Regions from separate parts of the Gossypium arboreum genome. Here region 1 is linked to region 2. A link is a contact called in public Hi-C data. All regions are on one chromosome and are shown on one strand. The core of a region is the stretch at or near the end of the contact, and the rest is flanking DNA. Distances in the headings are between cores, read along the strand shown.

The links. A called contact is a pair of places that touch in the nucleus more often than the background predicts.
Region 1: a Hi-C map of leaf shows a contact between it and region 2, with 2.1 times the contacts expected there. The contact joins the promoter of LOC108466727 here to the enhancer-like site in region 2. A contact is called at or near these places in 2 of 5 Hi-C or Micro-C datasets (both in leaf).

What each region holds. Positions count from the first base shown.
Region 1 is chr2:26,915,529-26,918,395 of ASM2569848v2, forward strand. LOC108466727 (GATA transcription factor 4-like) reads right to left here and starts at 1,504. Exons shown (of 2, transcript XM_017767100.2): 1 at 1,082-1,504; 2 at 1-729. The coding sequence starts at 1,348. The coding sequence ends at 82.
Region 2 is chr2:26,757,839-26,760,663 of ASM2569848v2, forward strand. All of the region lies in intron 3 of LOC108467243 (a long non-coding RNA gene), which reads left to right. Among protein-coding and RNA genes, the nearest start is that of LOC108467243, 2.8 kb to the left of the region's middle. Within about 2 kb of position 1,468, at least 1 of the 2 cell types and tissues checked has an H3K27ac peak or open chromatin away from gene starts, as enhancers often do. A contact at or near this core is called in leaf, where this site is marked.

The DNA of each region.
Region 1 (2,867 bases), core at 254-2,753, 160 kb after region 2:
AAAAAAAAACTACAAAATTCTTTTTTGAAGTCCAAAATTTAGGAAAGGAGATACAATTTCTTTTTTGGGTTGAAATTATAACTAAATCATGTGCCTAAAATGGGGCACACCATGATGATGGATCAAGAAATCATCAGTACCACCACCACCGTTGGATATGCCGAAAATCGAAGTTTGACTAAGGAACTGTTGGTGCTGTGCTCTTTGCAAATCCTTTTGCCTCCTAAGCTCCAAAACTTTCCTATGCGAATTCGAATGCTTCGTCGACACAAATGTCGGGCTCGCCGCGGGTCGGTATTCAGATACCAACCGACCCGACTTATACCTCACCCCACACGCATTACAAAGTGTTTTCGGACCCATTGGACCCGTTCTCCATTGCGGGGTCTTCTCCGCCGCACAATGCAAACATTTACGACCCGAAGACTCCGGGTTGGCGTTGGAGTTCTCCCTTTTCTTCTGGCCCATGGATTTCGGGATGAGGTGGAGCACCCGGGTGGACCAATCGCAAGGTGGTGCCCGTGAACGCTTAGACCGGGCCTTCGCCGGGTGTGGAATGTCGTGTTGGAAAATCAGGTTGTTGTCGGATCGGGTGGATGAAGAGGATGATTCGGGCGTGGGTGATTTTGAGGTGGCCAATATCTGGAGGTTGCTTTGTAAATTCTGATCTGTTGAGAAGGAGTCTTCTACGAAATTCGAGAGCCATTCAAGTTCCGCCAAATCATCATACTGCAAAACCAAAATGTTTACTACTTAAATAATTTCACTTCATTTCTGATTCAATTTACTTTAATAATCTCTTTATGAATTTTATTTATTTCTTTATTCCACATACAAATTATAAATCTATTAAAAGAAAAATTAGGAAGTCTAATTTGATAATTGTTCAATTGATTTCAGAAGAAAAGAAGTGTTTATTTATCCATTTTTACACTTTTATCTTAAAAATGATAAATGTCTACAAGTTGAAAATATTTTAAGTACGACTCGCCAAAACAAATTACTTGAGTACGTGAAAACAATCTTTTACCATGCAAAAATAAGGGGGGAAAAAAGCTAATAGAACATTTCGGTTAATTACCGGGACGCAGAGTTCGCCGGAGAACTGAGAGTGGTGAGGGACATTAGCGGAGGAGAAGTGGTTATCGCCTCCCGTAGTGACGGTGGAGGAATCGGTGGAATTGGCGGCCACATTGTCGAGGAAACAGTCGCTGATAATAGCATCTTCATTGGAGAAGTCAAGGAGGTCGTCCACCGTGAAATTCTCTGGTAGCTTTTGCTCCGGCAAGAAACCGTCGCCTGCTGCACCATCGTAATATCCTCCGACGAAGAAGTCCGCCGCCTCCATTAAGCCGTACAATGTACAAGTACCTATATGGTTGGCGTAAGAGAGAAAAAGAAGCAAAAATTTAAACAGAGTTTAGAGAGAGAGTGAAGAGTGAAGAGGCAGGGTGGGTTTTGAGGAGTGAAAGGAAGGGCAGAATTGCAAATAGGAGGAAATGGGAGCATCTTTTTACTTGCAAAAGGGAATTGATTTAATTATAAACCAGAAGTGACTTGCAAGTTGCTTAAAGTAAGTGATTATTTATTTAGAATTAAACTATGTTTATTTTCCGTTGTTATCGGAAGGTAAATTTATTATATATATATATATATATATATATATGTTTAGTTTTATAAAAGTGATAGAAATAGGTTATTCATTGTTTTGGATTTGGTTTTTTTTTTTTTGTTATAAAAGTAAACATATCAATGCTTTAGACTAATTTGAGTAATTGAGGAATTTTAGAGTTAAAAGTGATTGAGCTTAACTTCAAAACTAGGTAATTAAACCATCTTTTTTTTACTTCAAACAGGTTAATTTCAAAGGTAATGTAAAAAAGATAAATAAAAAATAAAAAGGCAGCCATCAACAAAAATTTTAACATTAAGAAAAAGAGTCAAAGCAACAAAGTGAAAGGTATATCTTAGCATAATTGTGGCAGCTGTCACTTTAAAGGGTAACAGCTAGGCCACATACAAGCATTGTCCTTGCCCCCTTTATAATTTAAACTACCTTCCTTCTTCATTACTAATTATTCACCAAACAATATAAATATTTATCCAAATTACTAAATTTATAAAATATTTTAACTGGGTGAAGAGACTTATGGATATTTTAATGTGTCTTTGGATGACAAAGCTTACTCACTCTTTTTAATGTAATGTTAATATTTATGATTATTTTGTTAGAATAAATATTTTTTAAAAAATTAGATTATTTTCTAGGAAATTTGAGTTACTATTTCTTTTTGAAATTTCTTACAAATTTTAAATTTTTATTTATTAAAATAAGTGAATTCATTTTTAATTTTAAAATTCTTGAAGATATTTTAAAATTTTTAACACTATAAATTATGTACACATACAAACATAATTAAGAAAGATGTAATACGTGTATAGTTCTTATTGGCAATGAAATTAACCTTGACATTGTTGATAATTAATGAAGTATATAAAACCTAAAAGGCTAAAGAATCTATCTTTTTGTAGCTGTGAGTGTCCAAGTATACCGTCCTTAATTATTAATATTTTTTTGAAAATTGTGCAATTTAATCCTTTTAATTTAATCTTTTTAATTTAATTTTCTTCTTAGTTATTAGGTTAATTAACTGTGCTTTTTTCTACCTCCTATTCCACAATCATAACCATATGTTTTATTCCTTAACCCACGTTTAAGCACGATGGTTACAGCTCACCTTTACCCAATCAAAAAAAGGAAAAAAAGGGTCATGATCTCATCCTCCTTTTTTAACCAATTTTGGTATAATCAGATGTATTCTCCTCTGTTTTAATCTCGGATATTTAAAAACAAATTTATTGTCACT
Region 2 (2,825 bases), core at 218-2,717:
AATTAAAATTACTTGACGATAGTCTAAAGTTTCTTGAATCTGGAATCCAATTGTCATTAATAACGGAAATGATCGTACCCAAACCTACCTTCCAGCAAAATCCTCCTTCCAAAATACCCTTACTCGCCCATATACTCCTCCATACAAAAGTGCTATTATTTCCCAATCACGAGTTTAAAAAAAATCTTCTGGAAAATATTTTGCTTTAAATACTTGCGCAACTAAAGAATTTGGGTAATTTAAGAACCTCTATCCTTGTTTTCTTAGTAATGCGATATTAAATAGTCATACTCTCGAACCCCATTTTGCCTTCCTCTTTAGGACGACACAAATGTTTCCACTAGCACCATTGTATTCCTCTTTTCCCGTGGCCCTTTTGCCACGAAAATCTAGCACAAATATTTTCGATCTCTCCATATAATAAATTTGGTAGAAGAAAGCAAGACATAGCATACGTAGGTATTGCCTGTAGTACTGATTTAAAGAAGATCTCCTTTCTCCCTTACGATAGAAACTTAGTGACGCAGCATTTAATTCCCAGAGACCTTTTTTTTTTTAAATTTTGAAAAGATTCGATTTACCGTCTGCCTAGAACATTAGGGAGAGCCAAATATTTTTCAAGATTTGTTAAGCTTCTTATTCCTAGCATTGTTGAGACTTCTTTTTTTTTCTTCTTTTGTATTTGAGTTGTAGAAGATCGTTGATTTATTAAAGTTTACACATTGCCCTGAGCAGCTTTCATATTCCTTTAGTATCCCTTTCAAAATTGTCGCACCCCTAATTGTTACTTCACCAAACAAAATACAATCATCCGCAAAAAGTAGGTGAGATAACTCCGGCCCTCTTTTGCTTGCTTTTTCACCTTTTAGCAAACCCTCTACCATTTTTTATCTCATCAATGATGAAAGTTCTGCACTACGTATTAGAAAAAGAAATGGACTAAGGGGATTACCTCGGCTAAGCCCCTTTATAGGTTGAAAAGTTCCTCCCTTCTTTCCATTGATATTTACTACATAAGAGATTGTGGTAATGTATTTCATAATTAATACCACCCACTCCCTTGAGAAGCCTATTTGTAACAGTACTATCTTTATAAAGTCCTATTCAACTCTATCATAAGCTTTACTCATATCTAGTTTCACTGCCATATATTCTTTTCTCCTGTTCCCTTTTGTCGAAATCTGTGTAGAATTTCTTATGCTAAAAGCACATTATCATATATAAGTCTCCCTGTACAAAAGCGCTTTATGCTTTACCAATGTAGCTACCAATAACTTCTAGTAAACAATTTGCTAATATTTTTGCCACAATTTTATATATGACAGTACAAAAACAAATATGTCTAAAGCTAACTAATTTTGTAGGATTTTGGACTTTTGGAATAAGAATTTTATCAGTCATATTAAGAGAGTTGAAATTTTGGTCCCTATTCAGGATACCTAAGCAGAAGTTCTAAACATCTTTACCTATTATGCGGCAACACCCTTGAAAGAATAATACTGGAAAGTAAAAAGGTCTTGGTACTTTTGTAGGCCCCATTCCTCTTAAAGTTGTTTGCACTTTTTCTGCCGTAAAAGGAGATAATAAAGCTGAATTTAACTCAATAAAAAAATTTCCTTCAATGCCCATAAGAAGATTTGATGGGTCTTCAACTCCATTTTTCATAAGAAGCTCCTGAAAGAATGAAGTAATAACCTCTTTAATCTCTGAATCATTAGTAATTTCCCTTCATACAATTACAGCCTATAAATTGTGGTAGATAGTCTACAAATTTAGGCGCATTAGTGAAAAAAGGCTGAATTTTTATCCCCAAGCAGAATCTAATTTGCTCTTGCCCTTTGTTCCCAGTATATTTCATCTTTATTAATCTCCATATTAAGATGAATTGTAGTATCAATAATTTTAGCCATTGTTTCATCATACCTTTCTTTCTCTAACAAAACTGAGAGTTCCTTTTTTAACTTTCTTTTTAGTCCCTCTCTACCTCTTTTAATTGTGCTTGCCCATCTCTTCAAACAAAACAATAATTTTTGAAGTTTCTCTATTAACGTCCGTGTTGAGGATTCCCATGATAACTTTACCTCTTGTTCGAAAGACTCTTCCATGGTCCACCACTTCTCAAATTTAAATTTTAGACTCCCTGTAAACATGATTCCATTGTTTGTATTTAAAACGAGAGGGCACTGACCCGACATTGAATAGGGTAGATGTTGAAGACTTACCATTTGAAACAGATTCATCCATTTTTTCATTTGTAACTACCCTATCAAGTCTCTCTTTTATTTTTATTTTTGGCAAGTTCCCCTTTTCCCATGTGAACCAAACCCTCGAGTAACCTATATCCATAAGCTAGCATTCCTCTAAAACCTCTTGAAAGGCTTTCATTCTCCTCTGCTCTATATGAATTACTCCAATTTTTTCAAAGGAGTACATAATCTCGTTAAAATCACCACTTACTAACCAAGGATGGTTGTTTTCTTGGCCCAATTTTCTTAGTAGATTCCACAAAAAATTCTTATGGTTCGAATAAGGTGAACCATAAAACCCCGTAAACTGCCAATCTTCTTTAGTAGAATCCTCTTTTATGATTACATCAATGTGGTTCTTAGAAAAACTTCTCAAATTAACCGTGATATCTCCTTTCCAAGCTAAACACTGTCCACCACGAGAACCTTCAGTTTCAATGTCAATCCCATTCATAAATCCACAGCTCCTTCTAACTTGTTCCATAAGTTTTTTTTTTTAAACAATTTTAGTCTCCATTAAGAAGACCATATGGGGATTATGTTGCTTTAACAAATGCCGCAGCCTCCGTACCGACCCTG